Linked DNA regions of Sus scrofa: all the other regions are linked to region 1. A link is a contact called in public HiChIP or PLAC-seq data. All regions are on one chromosome and are shown on one strand. The core of a region is the stretch at or near the end of the contact, and the rest is flanking DNA. Distances in the headings are between cores, read along the strand shown. Region 1 overlaps ANKRD10 (ankyrin repeat domain 10). Region 2 has its middle 18 kb from the start of SPACA7. Region 3 holds the start of ARHGEF7 (rho guanine nucleotide exchange factor 7).

What was found. HiChIP or PLAC-seq counts read pairs in DNA pulled down with a chosen protein or histone mark.
Region 2: an H3K27ac HiChIP or PLAC-seq map of skeletal muscle shows a contact between it and region 1. The contact joins two enhancer-like sites. A contact is called at or near these places in 5 of 47 Hi-C or Micro-C datasets (embryonic fibroblasts, mesenteric adipose tissue, retroperitoneal adipose tissue and 2 more) and 2 of 2 datasets of contacts at active chromatin or transcription factors (alveolar macrophages and skeletal muscle).
Region 3: an H3K27ac HiChIP or PLAC-seq map of skeletal muscle shows a contact between it and region 1. The contact joins the promoter of ARHGEF7 here to the enhancer-like site in region 1. A contact is called at or near these places in 6 of 47 Hi-C or Micro-C datasets (alveolar macrophages, embryonic fibroblasts, heart right ventricle and 3 more) and 2 of 2 datasets of contacts at active chromatin or transcription factors (alveolar macrophages and skeletal muscle).

The regions. Positions count from the first base shown.
Region 1 is chr11:77,329,557-77,333,666 of Sscrofa11.1, forward strand. The region is part of intron 4 of ANKRD10 (ankyrin repeat domain 10); the gene reads right to left. Among named protein-coding and RNA genes, the nearest start is that of ANKRD10, 24 kb to the right of the region's middle. Within about 2 kb of position 1,890, at least 13 of the 83 cell types and tissues checked have an H3K27ac peak or open chromatin away from gene starts, as enhancers often do. A contact at or near this core is called in skeletal muscle, where this site is marked.
Region 2 is chr11:77,394,541-77,398,848 of Sscrofa11.1, forward strand. No RefSeq gene overlaps it. Among named protein-coding and RNA genes, the nearest start is that of SPACA7, 18 kb to the left of the region's middle. Within about 2 kb of position 1,936, at least 29 of the 83 cell types and tissues checked have an H3K27ac peak or open chromatin away from gene starts, as enhancers often do. A contact at or near this core is called in skeletal muscle, where this site is marked.
Region 3 is chr11:77,425,890-77,429,715 of Sscrofa11.1, forward strand. ARHGEF7 (rho guanine nucleotide exchange factor 7) reads left to right here and starts at 1,463. Exons shown (of 22, transcript XM_021065922.1): 1 at 1,463-1,851. The coding sequence starts at 1,687. It overlaps LOC102167979 (a long non-coding RNA gene), which reads right to left and starts at 1,210. Exons shown (of 3, transcript XR_002336778.1): 1 at 1-1,210.

The DNA of each region.
Region 1 (4,110 bases), core at 640-3,139:
AGCCCTATACCTTTGCATGTACTTCTGGTTCTGGTTTTTCTCTAGGGCCACTCCCACGGCATATGGAGGTTCCCAGGCTAGAGGTCGAATCAGAGCTGTAGCCGCCGGCCTACACCACAGCCACGGCCAACACCAGATCTTAGCCACGTCTGCAACCTACGCCACAGCTCAGGCAACGCTGGATCCTTAACCCACTGAGCGAGGCCAGGGATCAAACGCGCAACCACATGGTTCCTAGTCGGACTCTTTTCCGCTGCGCCACGATGGGAACTCCCACTTCTGGTTCTTTACTCAGATAAACAACTGAGCTTTGCAGCTTCGATGGCTTCCAATCAGCGGCACATGAGTCATTTTCAACACTGGAACGTGAATATTGGTTCTAGAGTACTCCGCAAACTGTTGAAACAGTTTTAAAGGAAAAAGTCTTAATAAAAGAGAAACTCGTATTCTCAATGATTAGTATGTGGAAGAAACAGAGGAGTGATCTGTGTGTCCGAGAAAGACCAGACGTGCACAGGTATGAGGCCCAAGACACCCCCCAACAGGGACGCTTTAAACCGGAGGCAACAATCTAAGGACGTCGGTCTCTGGCGACGTTTCTCTTCATCCTCCACAGGCCCCAAATCAGGGACAGGTGAGGCCCCATCCTCACCACGAAAGAAGGCACTTCCGAGAAGGCAGGGGTCAAGAGGCCGCCTTTGAAAAGGGGGAGGGAGGGAGGGCCCAGGAACCCGCTGATAAGCCCTCTCAGCCAGGCCCAAGGCCGCACGGGCCACGCCTCCTTCCTCCTGCCCCGCGGCACCAGAGGGGCTAAATCGGTGCACTGAGAACCAGGGGAGCTTCTTGGGGCAAAGCCACAAACTCTCGACAGAAAAGACAGCCCTGGGGCTGCAAGCACAGAGAGCTCTATGCATCCATGCTCTCGATGCCTGGTTTTGGTTTGGAACTGAGGGCCAGGGTTCTTTGGGGAGAGTGATATTCAGGTTAGAGCTGCAATTTCAGACCCCTGAAGAGCAAGTTTTTAAAAAGGTGCCATGGAGTTCCCATTGTGGCTCAGTGGTTAATGAATGAGACTATAGGAACCATGAGGTTGCAGGTTCAATCTCTGGCCTCGCTCAGGGAGTTAAGGATCTGGTGTTGCCATGAGCTGTGGTGTAGTTGCAGATGCAGCTCAGATCCCAAGTTGCTGTGGCTCTGGTGTAGGCCGTCGGCTACAGCTCCAATTCGACTCCTAGCCTGGGAATCTCCATATGCCGCAGGTGTGGCCCTAAAAAGAAAAGAAAACAAAACAAAACCATGCCAAACCATGATGCCCTCCCTCCTCCCCCCAAACCCAACAAAACTGGCTTCATAAAAGCAGGGACTTTGTCTCCTGGCTCCCTCCAGCCGTGCCCAGCAGCGTTTCATCAATGAGTGAAGTCCAGGCTCTAGCCGCAAAGGGCACACACACAGAAAGCAACGACGACTAAAAATAACTCACCACCTCAGATGAGACCAGCTCCAAAATGAAGCTGGACATGAGGGTGGACCCGCCGCTAGGGGGCCCGAAGAGCTGGTGGCAGAGCCTTTGGGGACGTTTAAAACAAAGGGAAAGGCTCAATACCACTCTAAGGACAGAAAGTGATCCCTTACCCAGGACCTGGGGCACTAGGGGCTCAACTTGGATGCGCTTCCTTGTAGATATGTCCCTTTTTACATTCAAAAATTGTTTTATTTTAAACATTTTTAGATGTGTCTTTTGTTTATACAGTTCCTCACCAACACAAGGTAAAAATGAACAGACCAAAGGCTTTCAGATTTGAGTCGAGAAACCTTAACGGGGAGGCAGGCGCTAGGGCAGACAGCCTGGAGTTTAACCGAGCTCTCTGCAGGCTTTCCCTGCAGTCTTGGCAGCGCAGCTCCCAGAGGACCTGCCCGCCAGGGCATCCAACCACCTGGCGGCAGACCCAGCTGCCCACAGCCTTGCTTGAGCAACGCACCTGACACGGACGCCTTCATGTCACTCCTCCCAGCACCTGGAAAAGGGCTCAGACAGCTGGATGGGGACACTGAGCGTGTAACCGGACGCCCTGAAGACCGCACCACAAGCCACGAGTGAGAACTGGCTTCTCGAATCCTAAGGACAGAGGGTCTGGACTTGAATTCTCTTCCTGTCACCACAGATCGTGCACCTGCGGTGTCTGTCTCACACACCTACTGCCATCGCCAAGGAACTGTTTAAATATTCCACATTGCACCTGAGAAGGTGGCTTGTAGACATTCCAGAACATTTTTCTTCTAAAATCACCCATCTTGATTCCATTTGTTTTAGAAAAGCAGCTCTTTCCCTTCCTCCCTGTCCCAGCTGAAGAGAGAATTACTGGACACTTGTACACGTCTTGCCTTTCACTCTGGCCGCCAAGCAGGTATGGGCTGATGAGGCAAGACTCCAGGACCTGTCAGTGCATATTTGCGACAAAATCATCTAGGATTGGCTCAGAGGAAGCCCTCCCAGCTCTCCCTCCCCACAGGAGGAGTGCCGGCCAGGTGTGGCCACGGCCCAAGAAGCCCCCCCATGCCCAACCTTGGGGGACCAGGGAAGAGGCTTCATTCGGGAAAGTGCCCGGACCACACAGAAATCTGCACACGAAATTTCACTTAAAACTTGAGAACTGAATAAAGCCCCTAGTTGGTTCTGAGACTCTAAAAATAAACTATTTCTGATCAAGCTTGAAACCGCCAGAAGGGCCTTCCTTTGCCTCTGGCAGAGGTCTGCAGCTTTACAGAAACTGTGCCACCAAGGGGTCAACTGTGGAGCATGAGCCTGCCCTGCCCACAGAAAGGCAGGACTCGTACACACACACAGGGTTTTAAGTGCCGGGCACAATTACAAAGATACCTGGAGCTTATGGAAGCTGCCTCATCAGGCTTATTCTAGCTTTGCAGGCAGAGAAATCTCTTAATGGGGAAAAAGAACCCACACAGCGCCATACAGTACGGAGCTTTGGCGAGCTAACAGGTGTCACTTCCTAGTAAGACCCATGCAGTAAACATCATCTGATGTGTGATCCCTGCCAAGGACTTCCACACAGTGGATCCGAGGGAAGCCTGGGCTCCTGAGACGGACGGGTGGGCTCTCTTCCCCTGGGCCTCCTTAAGGGGCCAGTGCGGGAGGGCCTCAGTGCCGACCCACAACCAAGGACGACACCTCACACCCCTTGGCCTTCCTGCTGACCTGGGACTCTGATCACCAGGGAAACGCTGTCCCTGCGAAAGGGGACGGGGGAGGGGTCTCCTTGGGGGATTCCCTCCATCATGAACTGGAGCTGCTCTCTGCTACCACAGAGCACTTTACCCAGACGACTGGAGGTCCTGTTAAAGCCACAACCTTCCCACCACAGCGACCTTGCGAGGGACTCCTTCCTGCCAAGGTCTCAGCCGCGCAGGCCAGTGGCTGGGGAGATTCAAGAGAGCAGGTCAGTGAAGATGCCAAGGACACGGAGGAGCAGGAACACCTGTGGAAAACACCAGGGAGGGATCTGGGCTTTTGTTTAAAGGACGTGGAAGGGAAGGTGCTTCTGAGACAGAGTGCCTGGAACAGAGCGTGCTAGGGCCCAGCCCTAGCGACTCCCGCTGCACCCACCACCCAGCGCAGACGCCGAACCAGGTGCAGGAGGTTTGCTGGACTCAAGACTACAAGACAATCACTTGGTTCTCAAGTGCAGTTCATCCCGATTATACGGACAAAATGCTGTATCTTGAGGGATTAAAACAAAACAATCACTTATTATTAGAACACAATTAGGAATGTTCTCTCTGGTCAAATTTTTTTTTTTGAAAAGCAAATGTTAACCATTTACCGCAAGTCCGAGAACACTAGGGACACACCCAAAGTTCAAGTCTTCTGTAAACGTAACACACATGGAACTGAACTAAAAGGAACTACATTACGGATGCAATTCCTCTCACCTAAGGGTGTGAGTAATCAGCTAACATGTACCACTCACCAAGCTCATTAAGTCACATCCACCCCCCTCTCTCCTGGTCTTTTTAAAGCCTGGTGAACATGAGTAATTAAGATTAAAACCAGGAAATAGAGTCTTCAAGTTCATCCTGGGGAAAGTGTGCCGA
Region 2 (4,308 bases), core at 686-3,185, 65 kb after region 1:
CCAGGCTTTTATTTTTATTTATTTATTTTTGTCTTTTTTTTTTTTTTTTTTTTTTTTTTTTAAGGTCTGCACCTGCGGCATATGGTGGTTCCCAGGCCAGAGGTTAAATCAGAGCTGTAACTGCTGGCCTACGCCACAGCCACAGCAACGCCAGATCCGAGCTGCGTCTGCGACCTACACCACAGCTCATGGCAACGCCGGATCCTTCACCCACTGAGCGAGGCCAGGGATCGAACCTGCAGCCTCATGGTTCCTAGTCGGATTCGTTTCCACTGCGCCATGACGGGAATGCCAAGCCAGGCTTTTAAATAGATTCATGAGAAGGAATCTAATCTTTCTTACTTGTGATGACTTGAGTTTTTTTAATAGGAAATTCATAACTAAATTTAACTTTTAGGCAATTAACTGGAAATAAAAGGATAGAAATTTTTCAAAGAGCCGCTAAGTAGATGATTATGTCACCTTTGAATTAAAATTACTATTTAAAATCTCCGTTCTTAAGCTTCAAAAAGCCTTGAAAGCTATTACCATAGATTTTTTTTTGAAACCTGTGCTTTGGGGGAAGAAGAATGAATCCAGGTTAAAAGATACGTTTTTTACACACCAGTTTTTTAAAAATTAAACTTAGAACGCCTACTTCTACATGCTGTCTATGCAGCCTGTTCCACACCTATTAGTAATTTCAAACAACTGGTAATAGTTGGGAGCAAAGGGTCTCGCGTGTTAATTCTGGCTGATGCCCTGTGGCTGCCAGGTGCCTGCAGGGCGGCTTGGGCCCCAGGGCACTCGCACAGCAGCGGGTTAGCCGTGGCCTCAGCGTGCTGTGGGCTCCGTCTCTGGCCTTGGGCTCCCCTTTGGCCTCCCGCCCGTGTGAGTGGAAGGCTCTGGGGTGTTGGCCCCTGAGGTCCCGCAGATAGAGCTGTCCTTTCTGACCAGGGTCCTAACTCCCGGGGCGGGGAGGGGGAGCCGCCCGGGCCACGCAGGTGTCGTGGGAGCGCATCCGAGGGCAGAGAGCCAGGCGCTGCCGCTTACCCCGCCGGACTCTCGGCCGCCCCTTCTCCCCGCTGACCGCGCAATTCAAAGCCCCTTTGCCTCCGTTTTCCTGCCCTTGGTGATGACAAGTCCTGCCTCGTAAAGCCGTCGGGAGGTTTAAGCGAGGTGACAGGAGTCAGTGGCGGGCACACGTGGACATCCAGGGTAGCCGCCGTTGTCACTGCGTCTCTGGGTTCCCCAAACACCTGGCCTCGCTCTGCTCAGTGCTGCCTGTGAGGACAGGTGCCTTAGGAAGCCGAGGTGGACCCCAGTGGCTCCGTCACCGACATGTCACAGCCCTGGAAAAAGCTCTCAGGGACTGTGGGACAGACAGTCAGCCCCCAAGCCCTGGAGGGCGGCCGGGAGCTCGGGAGCTATTTGGGGTGGGAGAGATGCTGGGTTAGAGCAGCCTCAGGGAGTTCCCGTCGTGGCGCAGTGGTTAACGAATCCGACTAGGAACCATGAGGTTGCGGGTTCGATCCCTGCCCTTGCTCAGTGGGTTAACGATCCGGCGTTGCTGTGAGCTGTGGTGTAGGTCGCAGACGCGGCTCGGATCCCACGTTGCTGTGGCTCCGGCGCAGGCTGGCAGCTACAGCTCCGATTCGACCCCTAGCCTGGGAACCTCCATATGCCACAGGAGCGGCCCAAAGAAATAGCAAAAAGACGAAAAAAAAAAAAAAAAAAAAAAAAAAAAGAACAGCCTCAGTATTTCTGGTTGGTCCTAAATTTCGAGAAGGGGCAAAAGTCAGGGAAGCTGTCAGGTCTTGGTCAAGTCCTGGCCATGGGGAGCTGAAGTTTCCAGACGTTGCGATTTAGCCTCCTGGGCTGTCACTGGAGACAGTCGACCGGCTCCAGGGTTGTTGTCTGTGGTGAGGGTTGGTTTTCCGGGCCAGCTGCTGCAGGTTGTGGGCCAGAGTTCTATTGTTTTACACGTCCTGGCCGTTGTCCATCTGGCTGGTCAGTTTCCCAGTGTGTCTGAGGGACAGAAAATTCTGGGGGGGTCACTAAGTTGGCTTGCGAGACTAACCTTTGCTATTTCTTAATCGAGGCTTAAAGAGAACCTCACATTTTACTTGAACTCCGCAGATGTGCTCCCAGAAGTTTCCTTGAGAGAGCGACAGCTGCTGCTATTTAGAGACTTCCTGTAAACCCACTGCCCGGAAAGCTGAGCTGGTTGACGTGGGACGCGCTCTGGCTACTGGCTCAGACGAGGTGGCGGGGGCAGGGAGGCAGCTGACGGGACGAATGCCCCCAAGGGGTGCGCTGCTCGCCGTCTGTTTTTATGTCCAGAATCACGGAATGGGAAGCAGCAGCGCAAAAAGTGCCTGTTCAGCCCCTGCCCTGGAGAGCATTTATAAATTGTTATTTAAAACGTTCAGCTGAGGAGGTCCCCGGTGGCTCAGTGGGTTAAGGACCTGGCGTTGGCAGATCTGCTGTGGCACAGGCTGGATTCCTGGCCCAGGAACTTCCAAAAAGAAGTTCAGCTGAGGCTGAGACATGATCATCTTACTTGGCAGCTGAGCATAGGGTTAAAACTTTCAGAAAGTCAGATGGAAAGAGCAGCCATGAAGGAAGGGGATGGGAGGCTGTGCCTGCTGGGGTTGCCAGCCTCATCGGAGGCTGGACGGGGAGGAGTGCGGCTGCCTGAGGCCGACGGGCTTGTGGAGACTCCGTTGTGTAGACGGCTCTCCCTGGTCGCCGGCCGCCTGTGCTGCTCTTCTGCTTTTTTTTATTACTCAAATGAATTTATCACATGGGTGCTGCTCTTCTGAACTGGCCACCGTCACAGTTACATTCAGAACCTCTTGGCTAAACACGTTTATTCCTACCTTTTATTGAAGCTTCCGCTTCCTTTGCAGCAGCATCTCCAAGGATTTAAAAAAAAAAAAAAAAACAAAACTCAAAAAACCTCCTTAAACCTACATAAAGATTGCAAGTAGCAGTACAAAAAGACCATTTTTTTCCTGAACCCTTTGAGAGTAAGTTGAAGTCATGATACTCTGTTACCTGAAAATTACCTCAGTGTGTATTTTTAATAAACGCCCACACAACTATCAAAATCAGGAAAAGAGCATTTCATGTTGTGCAGTAATAATTCCGTAAGGTTGCCACGATCTAATCCTCAAGCCCCATTTAGCAGTAACCCTTAAACTACAAGTTTACACTATTCATAGAATCAAGTGAGCACCTTTCGATGTCTTATAAGACGTTGTGATATAAGATACAGAAAAGCGACTTGTTTGATGGTCTCCGCATTGCGGCGAAAACTGTACTCGACGAGGGACGTCATCCTTGCGCACCGGAACCGTGCAAACGCTTGGTGTGTACGAAGGTGTCTGGGGGGGGGAGATGTAATAAAGTTAGCTATCTCCTCTTCGTCACCCAGACGCGGCCCCAAAGGTGAAGATGAAAGGAAAATAAGAAACAGAATTACAAACTCCATCACGTAAAATAGAAGACATTCAGACCCCTGACCCTTTAAACAGGATCTTGACCCTTTAAACTAGGATCCATGAAGACGTGGGTTCAATCCCTGGCCTCGCTCAGTGGGTTAAGGATCCAGCATTGCCGTGAGCTGTGGTGTAGGTTGCAGATGTGACTTGGATCTAGCGTTGCTGTGGCCATGGTGCAGGCCGGCAACTGCAGTTCTAATTTGATCCCAAGCCTGGGAACCTCCATATGTCGCAGGTGCAGCCCTAGAAAAGACAAAAAAAAAAAAAAAAAAAAAAAAAAGAAAAGAAAATACAAAGGAATAATGTAGAGTGATTTCTATGATATTATGTTTATGTGTGAAAAACCCCACCCTAAATAACACTACATAATGTAACCACACTGCATTTTCTCTGAGGATGGATGGATGCAAATGTATAAAAGATCTGAAAAAAAAATCAAAGAGCGTTACTTATGGGGTCAGGGAATAAGAGAGGTACAGATGTTTATCGCGTTACGGTTTCTTTTGAGATTGCTTTAAGATGCACTTGTATTGCTTATGCAATTACAATTTGATTAGAAAGATGTTCATTTTAAAAATAATTGATTCTTTGTCCTGTGGTCAGGCAACAGAGATCACGTCAGGCCAAAACCTTTTACTTAGTCCAACAGACTGAAACTTGCAGAAATGTAAGTGAGGGTGGCCTGACATTATTACAAAACTCTGGGAGGAATCAAACAGCGTCCTCTTCCTCTTGGGGAAGTGGTTAGTGCATCCATGTACAGAGAAGTTCGAGGCTCAAAGCGAGGTGAGACACAGGCTGGGGCAAAGAAAGTTTTGTAACA
Region 3 (3,826 bases), core at 213-2,712, 96 kb after region 1:
TGCACATGGCCCTTATAACCCAGAATTCAGACTGCCCTTTGAATCACTCTGCGTTTGCATTCGGAAAGAAAACTTAACCACTTAATTCGAAGCTGGGAATAAACACAATTCATGATTACAAAAGAAGGACTCCGCAAGAAGGCAGAGGAAGAGGTGAGCTAAGCCTGTGGGTTTTTTTAATCTTCGTGTTTTCTGGCCTTTGTCACCAATTGCATTAACATATGTGCTTGGCACAGAGCAAGTTCTCTGTAGGTGACTGCGAATGCTGTCTTAAATTGCCCCGGGCAGTCATAGCCCGCAAACAGGCAAAGTGCACACTGGGTCCCTCCAAGGAGAGACGCTCCCTTCCTTAGAAGATGGTGTGTGTCAGCCCTCCTCTGAAGAAGTTTTTTCGTGGCTTAGCAGTTGGGCGGCTGAGCTCTTCAGCTCTGGCCCATTCGGACGCAGCCAGGTCTCTGACTGAGACCTCTTGCTCAGGGCCAGTCCAGCCAGGTTGCTTGTTTGGACTGAGTGAGCTGTCCTCACCGTCCTTCCTCCGGGATCATCTGCCCAGATCCAGTTCAGGCTCTGCTGTGTTCCTGACCTTCCTCCCACAGTGTCTGAAACAGCGCCATCAAGTTAAAGCCGAGTGGCTCCAAGGCTTCCGGTCGGGGAGAGTGGGACCACCGCATCCCGGCCGGTGAGGTCACGCACGCGGACGGGCCTCCCAGCAGAGGGCACGCGTGACCCCGGCCGCGCCACGCTCCGGGGCGTCCCTGTCCCCAAGGATGGCAGCAGCCTCAGGAAAATCAGTTCCTCCCCGAATTAGGCCCATCTGGTCACAGATTTAATTATCGTTGTGTTCGGTAATTATTGGCTTGCAAGGTAGCTGAGAGAAGCAAACGTCTCGTTTTCAGCTCCCCCCGCCCCCAACCTCTTGGGGAAAAAAAAAAAAAAAAAACCTGGCAAAAATAACGTTCATGAATTAGAAGATAAAGGATTCCGGGGCTTCCGAGGAGGGAAGAGGCGGCGGAAGGGCCCGACGGCGAGAGGAGCCTGGCTGGGCTCTCGCCTCAGAGGGGGCTGCGCTGGGGACCCGCCGGGCGCCAACGGCTACGGGCGCGCGCGGCCCGGAGGGTAGGAGGCCCGGCGAGCCCTCCCCGGCCGGCGGGCTGTCGCCTCCTGGAGGTCACCGGGCCCTTGGGGCGGGGGCCCAGCACCCGGCGGCGCAGGTGGGGACGCGCGCGCACAGCCGGCCCGGGTGCGGAGGGCGCACGGCGGCGGGCCCGGGCGGGCGCGGGGGCGCGTGTGCGGCAGCCGGGTGCCGGCGCGGCCGGGGGTCGGGGGGCCGGGAGGCCGGGGGCCGGGGCGCGGGGCCGCTCCAGCGCGGCGTCTTTCTTCTCCTCGCAGTGATGTCATCGGCGGCAGCGGCTGGCAGCCGGGAGGCGGCGGCGGGGGCGGCGCCGGGCGGCCGCCGCAGGTTCATGTGCATCTAATGAAAAGGCACTTGACAGTCGGCCAGGACGCACGCGAGGGAGCGCGAGCCGGCCGGACCGCGGCGCCGCCCGAGCCAATCGCCGTCGCCGGCCTCTCCATGGGCGAGCAGGAGGAGGGGGCGGTGGGCGCAGCCGGCCGGGCCGCGGCCGCTCCGAGGTGAACCGCGCCGAGACGGGCTCGCGGCGCGGGGAGGCCGGGCGCGCCGCCGCTATGAATTCCGCCGAGCAGACCGTTACGTGGCTCATTACCTTGGGGGTGCTGGAGTCGCCCAAGAAAACCATCTCGGACCCGGAGGGCTTCCTGCAAGCGTCTCTGAAGGATGGGGTGGTCCTCTGCAGGCTGCTGGAGCGCCTGCTCCCCGGGACCATCGAGAAAGTGAGTGCCCCCCGGCCCGCGCCCCCGCGGCGGACAGGCCCGGGCGCTGGGAGGCCCGGCGGGAGGAGTCCGGGCGGTGGGAGCCCCGGGCGGTGGGAGGCCTCGCGCCCCACCTGGCCCCCGCCGCGGCCCGGGATGCGCGGAGACGCTCGGGCGCAGGGTCGCCGGCGCCGGCACCTGGTGGCCGCGCGGGCCGGGAGAGCGCCGGGCGCCGCGGAGCCCACGCGCCTCCTTTGTGCGCGGACCCGGGAACGCGGCCCGCGCGGGGGGCGCGCTGGCGGCGCGAGGACCCGGTGGCGGGATCCCGCTCGGGGCGCCATTGTGTGCGGTGGCCGCCGGGGAGGGGGCCGGGCCGGGTTCAAGGGGAACGGCCGGGGGGAGGCCCGGAGGGAAGGGGAGCGCTCCGCTCTGCCCCGCCCGGAGGAGGAGTCGCCCCTCTCCGCGACCCGAGCCGAAAACCAACCGCTCCAGCGCCGCGCACAGCTGCCTCGCAGGCTTTGTTTGAACAGCTTTTGTTGGTGGTACCGTGTGAGAGTTTCGCCCTCTGTTTAACTGACCGATTGCGGTGCGTTTTTAAAAGATGCATTTATCAATAGCCGAGGGTGGGCTGTGAAATGATTTGCTGCCCTCCCCGCGGAACAATTCCCCTGTCCCCAAGCCCAGATGGCAGGCGCAGGAAAGCCCCGGCGTTCTTCAAGTCTGGCATAAGATCCTAGATTTCATTTTCAGGTTCCTACCTGATTTTAAACAGAGCCCCTAGTCCTGGAGACGTCTCTTCTATTGCCTGGTGGTTTCCTCGGGGCTGGAGTGTGAACCTTGACCACAACTCTGCGAGGGATTCAAGTTTGCTTCCTCCGGCTCCGTTGACTAAGTAGGGGCGAGCGGGTAGAGCGGCGGATCCCTGTACTTCAAAAACACTGCAATTCTATCCTAATTTTTTTTTTTTGCCAATACATAATCTTAATATCAGCAGTTACTTAAATGGTTTAAATGTAGAAATTAAAGTGCAGACTAATGAGAAATACTATTTAACTTTGAAAAATGGAGTATATCGGCCCAGCAGCACAGTATTAATTTGCTAATAATAAAATGTTAATTAGGTGACTTTAAAAAGTAAAATGTTTAATCTTTTTAAGTTTGCTCATGTTCTGGCATGGCATTTTAAAGGTCAGAAAAGATTTTATGTGATATGAGTTGTGTATACATATGAGTTTTAGGTATTTTCTTACTTGCAACATATTTCGGAAAGCAGAATCTGCATTTTAGGATGAATAGCCCTGGTCTGTCTGTCCAGGAAATAAAAATGGTGCTTCTAAATGAAGCTGATGTCACAATAAAATTATGATTGAAGATAGGAATAAGGAGCAGGAGCTAACTTTGAAGGCACAGAATACTTGGTTGTTATCTGGATATCAGGACCTCTAGTAATAAAAGACAGATGTTGAAACGCATTGAAAATGCAGGCTAACTTTACCAAAATGGGCTTATGTAAAAAAAATGGTTCCATTCCAAGAGTGAAGCTTTGAGAAACTTCAGAGGCTATTTGACCAAAACCTGTCATTGTTGATGCATGTGTTATTTGGCATATTCGCTGCGTGCCTATTGATTGGCAGACCTCAATAATCACTTTCTTTTAAATTGTTGAACGGTTTTCTTAGAAAACCATAGCATTCCTTTCACCTCGGAAACAACAAAGAGAGGAGTGAATAACATGTTTAATGCGCAGAAGCCCAACGGAAACAACCCAACATGTCCTAAAACTGGTCATTTGGAAACTTCTTACAGTGCAGCCAACCTTTTACCCCCCCGCCCCACCCCCCGCCCCTGACTTGTTTGTCTCAGAGGGACAATCTCAATGAAAGTTCAATATCAAAGTAGCACATTCTCTGTGGTACAAAGGTAGGTTTGGGGAGTAAAATATTAGCCATTCTCTGCCTCTAAAAACCCCTGGGTTTTAGAAGTCTCACGAGCCCGT